Regions from separate parts of the Zea mays genome. Here region 2 is linked to region 1. A link is a contact called in public Hi-C data. All regions are on one chromosome and are shown on one strand. Each heading gives the region's core, a stretch centred on a gene start, on an enhancer-like site or on the middle of the called end of the contact. The rest is flanking DNA. Distances are from core to core; before and after follow the strand shown. Region 1 holds the start of LOC100191283. Region 2 holds the start of LOC542701 (cysteine protease 1).

Region 1 (3,879 bases), core at 556-3,055:
GTCACACACTGGGCATGTATTGTTCACTGTCCGGTGCGCCACCAGAGCGTTGGCTGACTGCGCTCTTCTTGGATTTCTTTGCTATTTCCTTAGGCTTCTGTTGCTCTTGGACTTCTACACATCTTTTAAGTCTTCTTTTGAAGTGTTGCATCCTCAGTGCCTTAGTCCAATTCTCTTTGCGTCCTATGAACTTCAAACACAAACACTCGCAAACACATTAGTACACAGATTATGTTGATCATCAACACCAAAATCACTTAGCCAAATGGCCTGGGTCCATTTTCCTTACATTCGGCCATGTGTGTATGATAAGGCATGACATGGTTATAATATGATGACAGCGGGTTGTCGTAGTGTTGTTGTGATGGGTGCAAAAATTGCGCATATTATGCAGCTCCGTGTTTCGCGTAAGCATACCTAGACGGTCAGGTGTAAGCGACCAGGCGGTCCACGACCAAGTCGAACGATCTAGGGTTATACTCAGACAGTCTGGTCGTATATGGCGCTGCCTAGGTGGTTTGTGCGTGGGCTTGTGTAGGGTCGGACGACCCAGCAAAGGATGCCAGACGGTCCGTGAGGTAGCCGGACGGTCCGAGATGACTCTCGGACAATTCGATCATGTTTAGAGCCAGTTGCATGCTAGACGACGGTGGTTATGGTGGTGCTATGAACGTATTCATAGACATACCATACAATGGCTAGGTCTAGGATGATCTATTTCTAGCCGACGTGTTAGGTGTGTTTGGCTCCATATTAGTTCGTGCGAGGGAAAACTAGGGGCAGTAGATTTTTCATACGAACACACCCATCATTTAACAGATTAGTCTATATATTGTTTTAACTGATCCCCCGCTGTTCTATGAAAGCCTTAAAAGGTTGAAACGAAATGCTTATAGTGGGAGTTTGAGGCGAAGGTAGGAGAGATGTTATATCGATCTCCCATTGACGGATGATCTTCTGGTAGCGAGCCACCGTGAAGTGTGATAGATACTTTTTCCTTTGCCTTCTCGCGCTGTTTAGCGAGTTGTCGCAGCACTTCTTCATCTTCTCGTCTCATGAGGCCCTCAAAATGCTGTTGTCCATAAGCCAAGAGTGCCTTCATGGTCGACTTGATGATATTGGTGACAGAGACGTCAGTGTGATCTTTAGAATCAGCCATCTAGAGGCCGGTTTTTAGTAGAGTAGATATAAACAACCATCATGTGATTGCTATCATGTGATTGCTATGTTGTAAGAGAGGTTTAAAAATTTTAGACAACGTCCGGAGCCATGGCCCTGACGGCCATGCACCTGTCTCCGCCTCTACCAGCGACCGTACCGTACCACAGTATAAGAAACATTGAAGTCAGAGGATCATGCTTGACACCGAACTGCCTGCCTCCAATGTTGGTGTGGATCACACTCTGCTGATTGACACAACACTTTTGTTGATGAGCCAACAAAGTAGATTAGCCAGCAGCAGGGAAAGACAAGCAAGGACTGCGCGGATCATGCATGCTGCGTGCACGGACCACCCTACCGGCGTCTTCGTTTGTATGCTACCAGCCGTCTGCGTTTGTATGGTACCAGGCACGCACCTGGCGCCACCGGCTCGAGGACAAAACGGAGCAGTGAGTGAGGACGAGACACGAGAGGATGCCGTCTCCGTCCGCTGCCAAAGCGGCCACACTCCACACAGGCAAAGGCAGAGCCCGGCCGGGGGGCGTGAATCGTGCCAGTGCCAGTGCCACCCGCCCCGCAGCCCTAACTTGCTGGCGGCCGCCTATAAAATGCTGGAACACTCGCCTCGCCGTCGCCGGGGACCAAACCAACTCGAGTCATCGAGTTCCACAGCTCTCGCGTCGCGCGCAGCCAATCCCTCTCCCTCCGGCCTACACAGCCCACAACTCCCTTCTCCATCTCTCTCTCTCTCTCTCGCCCGTGTCGCCCCCTGTTTGTGTACAACCCCATGGCGACCCACGCCGGCGAGAACGGCAGCGGGCACGAGAACGGCGGCGGGCACGCGGAGTGGCGGTTCGCGCGGGCGGCGAAGGAGGGCGCGCTGGCCGTTGCGGGGGACAAGATGAGCATCCGGGCGGTGCGGTTCAAGATCAGCGCGAGCCTGGACGCGCGCGACCCGCGGCCCGTGCTGCCGCTGGCGCACGGGGACCCCTCGGTGTTCCCGGCCTTCCGCACCGCCGCCGAGGCCGAGGACGCCGTGGCCGCCGCGCTCCGGACCGGCAAGTTCAACTGCTACCCCGCCGGCGTCGGCCTCCCCGAAGCCCGCCGGTACGGTCAATCAATTCCTTCTTTCTTGTGAGTTGTGATGTGCTGTGCTGTCCTGGGCAAATCCGTTTCCGTCTCTGCATGCTCGCTCGCTCGGTCGGTGGTGCGCACGTTGCTCCGGTGCGCGATGCCACCACCAACCGCTGCGGCGTACGTGGCACGTCTGTGTCTGTCCTGGTTCAGTTGCATGTTTGTTTGGCTTGGCACTACCGCACTAGACGAAGGAAACCTCGTCAGACCTGCCTGCCTAGAAAGGACGTCCGGTCCATGTATATCTGCCTGTTTCCAATTGTATTTCTCCCGGGATTTTATAATTTATTATGAGTGTAGTAAGTATATGTTAGAAAATAAAAAAAATCAAACACTACTCTGTCTTGTAACGCACATGCGTGGAGGCTCGCTTGCTCAATGCTTGCAACCTTCTTATATCTCTCTGTCTTTGAAATGAAGCCATTGCTTAGTACAGCTCAAGTTCAGAGCTGTCGTGTTCATCGTATCCGTCGATCCATCCTAGCATAGGCATCTCAAAGGAAATTGTTTATAGTGTATATATAGGGTATAGGTATATCGTTTAGTACAGCTCAAGTTCAGAACAATCTCTGTCTTTATGGACCTCGACATGTTCTAAGCTCGAAGTCCCAGTACCAGTAGCCATGTGACCTCAAGTTCAGAACGATCTCTGTCTTTTATCGGCCTCATCTCACGTTCTAAGCTCAAGCCATGTGCCCTAAACATTCTTACGTTCATACTTGCAGTTTTTTTTAAAGGTATCCTGTTCAGAGTAGTTAATTATAGGATAAGCTCTGATTCAAATTGCATAGCATCAATCACGAGGCACACTCCTCATTAGCAAGGAGATTGAAAAAAAAGGTTGGTATGGCACGTGCACGTGCCGGCGCCGGTGTTCCACGAGGCCGCCTCGCGCTCGCCTCCGCCGCCCCCACCGCGTGATCTGCCTAGGCGGAGTAGGCATGGCCAAGCACGCGTCCGACGTGTCATGCACGCGTCCGACGTGGCACGCCACCTGCTCTGTGGCTCCGTAGCCGGGGGGGCCGGGCTGCTGTAGCCTGACGTTTCCGGCAAAACCACCTCTGAACTCTGAACTGAACCAAGTTTTCGGCAACCAAGGGGGAAAAAAAGGCTTTTCGTCATGATGGAGACGTGTCTTAATAATCCCTTAATTCTTCCTACTACTAGTAATCTACTAACACGGCACAAACGAGTACGTATTTCGAAACGCGAAAGGAAACCACCTGGCACCTGCTGCCTTGCTGGAGTGGACTTGCTTGTTCTGATGAAGCACTCGATCGGACTTGCTGTCAGCAACTCTCAGCATACAGGACTCTCAAGACAGGCCAAACACTGCCAAATACACACAAACATTCCGGTAGTTAGTAACTACGCGATAAATAATTGGCAGAATATTGTCTAAAAAGGTACATTAATTACCTTTCTTAACGAGCTCCTATGAATAGTTTCAGTTTTTTTTCCTTCATATCTTCCTTCGTACTCATTACTGACTGGCATAGCCTGTTTAGTGTTTACATTTATATTTATAAAATTTCAAATCCGTCCTTATACGAACACTGAATTTTTGCCCTGCTTTAAAAAAAA
Region 2 (3,879 bases), core at 639-3,138, 180 kb after region 1:
CCCGTTCACATCTGTTGCTGCCGCCATCACCTCTCCTCCAGTCCTTGCCGCTTCCCCTCCCCTTCCCCCATGCTGGTGCCGCCCCCTTGCGATGACTTGAAAACCATGTACAGTGAAATTGCATCTTGCTGATGAATGTAGCGATAGTCTATGCATATAACGATGATTCAAAAACTTTGCATTCAAAATAGCCAAATAATGTTCCAGAAGATTGTCAAAAACGCCTACCCAGGCTGAATAATGGATGGTTATTACAATAGTAAGCCAACTCATTGCAATCCCATGTTCCTAGGAGCAAGCCCCACTCAGATAGTCAGCTGTTCAAGAACAAACCTAACTATAGAACTGACACATGAGAAATGAAATGTCAAATCCTAGGATGTACAATATTATCACCATGCTTTTGTTCAAATTATACCCCACTGTTCGGAACTTATGAAGTCAGATTCCACAAGGCCCCGAAGGCTCACAGGTTCCGAACCATAAGAGCTTAGTTGTGAAGACAAGATGTATGATCTACAAAGACTATAACTCTATAAGACATACAAATAACGCCAGCAGCTCCATGGTCAAGTGAATCAACCTACTCTATCAGTAAACTAAGACAGTAATTTGTTATCCAAACTTGAATCACTGTGGATTCACCCCTCAAGGAGTAAGCAACTCCAAGAGCCTCACTATATCCTTATGTCAATTAGATCTCCAAATATTGTTATCATCTATTCCTTATTTCTAGCTAGCTAGACAAAGATGGAGAACGGGCAGGCAACCACAAAGTGTGCAGAAGATGATGAAAGGTGAGTTTTAAAAAAGATGGTCGGAGATGCTCTACCATCTCAATATTGTACCACTCTTTTAGCCGCTAATTTTATTTTGAAAAATTATCATGAAACCTTTCCATTCTTCCAAACCCCCGTTTTCCTACTCAGACTCACGGTAGGTGCACCACTGCCCAATCGGAAAGGAGGAAAATAGGAAAAGGACATCACACTAGCTTACAAAACATGGGCTATGGCCGGAAACCCAGCCTTCCTAGCACATGTGACCATGAACCAATCCCATAAAAAAGTACGATAATAGTAAGAAAACTATGAATTTAATCTATGGATGAAAGAAAAGGGCAGTTTCCTTCCTCACCTCGTGGTCACAGTCGACGAACTGCTGCTCCGAAAGCACCTCCAGCTTGCCAGTTGCGAGGTAGTGCGCACCCTCCAGCGCTCCAGACGCGCTGAACGACCAGCACGACCCGCACGAACCCTAAACAACAGCCGGGGAAAGGAAATTTAGGACCCAAACAGATCGCTGAGTACTATGAAAGAACTGCTCCGATCTGTGGATCCATGGTCAACAGATTGGAAACCGACCTGGTTCTTGACGGGGCCGACGGCGCCGTGGTCCCTCCAGTCGAAATCGTCGGGGAGACCATCGGTGGGGAGCACGGGCGCCTCGTGCGCCGACTCCCCGAGTTCTCTGAGGAGAGCGCGCCGGGACTTGCGGAGGCCGAGGTAGGTCCGGCGGAACTCTGCCGGCGTGAGGTCGGAGAACTTAGTGACGCCGTGCTCCGCCGACGGGTCCAGCAGCTGGTGCCGGCGCGCGCGGCGCAGGTTGGCCTTGAAAACGGACAGCCGGTACGCGTGCTCGTCGGCGTCCTTGTAGGACTTGCCGAACCGCTGCACGAAGCTCAGGAAGTGGGACTCCGCGTTCAGCTCCAGATCGTTGTCATCTCCACCGGGAACCACCTGCCGGATCAGCGGGTCCTCCGCGTCGACGGCGGCGGCAACCGCGGCGGCCGACGCGAGAGAGAGGAGGAGGAGAACGCGATGAGCCATCGGGGGATTCCTTGCTTGTCTGGTTTGGATTGGGTTGCTTGGTTTCGGTTCCCTTCTCCCCCGCTACTGTCACTTTATACTAGGAAGTAGTTGTTGTTTAGATATTTTTTTGGAGGCTTCATAAACCTCTAGATGGTGCGATTTTTCGTGTAAACCCCCAATTATAGTGATAATATCAACCGCGCTCCAAAGATATTTTGTGATGATCCGATCACAGGGGATAAGGGGCTACATGGGGGCACGGCCGTCCCCTAGCAGCCCACACTACATGGCGGTTTCTTTTTCTCACCCCTTGTTGTTGGCGTTCACCTCTAAACACTTTTCATTTTTGTTTTCCGTGCACCTTAGTAATCGTTAGTTAGAAGAAATTTGATAATAGATAATGAGTAGGTATCGAAAATGTTGGGAACTTGTTCTTAAATGCTTCGAATTAAGAATAAGGCAACATAAAATATTAATGGTTAGGGGTCTTCGTCCTTCGAATCATTATTTCTCATAGGATATAATGATCTTCAGACGAAGGTCATGAAGCACGTACCTTCATCATCATATTATATATTAATGAAAAAAGAAGCATATGAAACATGAGGAGTAAAATGAATAGTTATATAACATCATTAATATATCTTTTTTATATCATTATAAATGAACATGAATTACATTGAATTGTATTTGTACCTTCGGCTTGACAGAAGGCAAAGGTCCAAGCGTGACGTACGAGTGAATACAATCCAGCGTGAACAGTACAGAGGTACTGTTCACCTATTTATAGGCACAGGACGCAGCCCGGTCAGAATTACATTTATGTCCTTGGCAATTAGTTACAACCATGACACAAATTATCATGGACCGATTGGTCTTTTCCTCTTTAAGTCGGTGCAGCCCTTCGTCTCAAGGCATGTCGCTATGCCGAAGCTCCCTGGATGGTAGCTTCGGCATGTACCTTCGCGTTGTATGTACTGATCTTCCGAAGATGTTTCTTCTTAAAGGACCTTTGGCGATGAAGTAGTCTCCCAACAATAGCTCCTTCGCGGTGCTAGATCGTTTTTTGTAACGAGCTTGATCCGTGAAAAATCTCCAAGGCTTCGGAATGCCGTAGATCCAAAAAACACCTTCCCTGAGCTCGTTGTCAAGAAACGATTAAAATATTCCAAGCACGAGGTGGCCCACCATGCGGCGGGTACGCACGGTCTGGCGATTCGCCTCCCAAGCGTCGAGTGGTCCACCGTTCAGCGGGTGCGGGTAACTGTTCAGCGGGTGCAGGCAACTTGGCCATTCACCTTCCCACCTGCAGCACTATATAAAACAGAGAGGTAGGTGTGAAGTTACCACAACATTCATTGTCATTGCAGTGTTGTGCTGTTGAAAAATTTAACCATAGTCGAAGCTTTTTCACTGCATTCTTGAGCAAACCATCATCTTTAATTAGCTTCGTCAAAAGAGGGAGCTTCGTCAAAAAACTGTAAAAAACATCAGCTTCGTAAAAACTGCAAAAAAATTCATCATCAGATGGCCAGAGTACGCTCGACTGCAAGGGTGATCCGTGAAGGAGAGGAGGCCAAAGCCACCGAGACAACCCCGATCTCCAAAGTCATGAGACAATCGGGATTAGTTGTGACGGAGGGGGCCATTGATGAAGGTGCACCTACTGCTGAAGCTGAACAAGCTGATATCGAGGAAGAAAATGTTGATGAAGAAGAGGAAGACTATAACACTCTGATCCCAACAAAACCCAGCCACTTGGATTTTGAAAAATCTACTGTGTCTGAGGCCGACGTGCCCATGATGATGAAGCTGGGTTACTTCGGAGAAGCTGAGAAGAAGCTTATTCATTTTGCCGGAGAAGAAACCACTCCTAAGCTGAAAGATGACGAAGTAGTAGTTTTCAAAAGCTTTTTCAGAGCAGGATTGTGGTTTCCGCTTCACGAGATGATTGGAGAAGTTTTGGATAATTATGAAATCTATCTTCATCAGCTGACCTCTAACGTTATCGTTAGGCTCAGCGTCTTCATCTGGGCCCTTCGAAGCCAAGGAATGGACCCAAATGCTG

Evidence for each region. Hi-C and Micro-C count contacts between places; a contact is called where the count stands out from the background.
Region 2: a Hi-C map of endosperm shows a contact between it and region 1, with 2.3 times the contacts expected there. The contact joins the promoter of LOC542701 here to the promoter of LOC100191283 in region 1. A contact is called at or near these places in 2 of 25 Hi-C or Micro-C datasets (endosperm and leaf mesophyll).

Annotation. Positions count from the first base shown.
Region 1 is chr5:161,863,913-161,867,791 of Zm-B73-REFERENCE-NAM-5.0, forward strand. LOC100191283 reads left to right here and starts at 1,806. Exons shown (of 7, transcript NM_001136717.1): 1 at 1,806-2,268. The coding sequence starts at 1,949.
Region 2 is chr5:162,041,085-162,044,963 of Zm-B73-REFERENCE-NAM-5.0, forward strand. LOC542701 (cysteine protease 1) reads right to left here and starts at 1,889. Exons shown (of 4, transcript NM_001371648.1): 1 at 1,365-1,889; 2 at 1,138-1,257. The coding sequence starts at 1,829.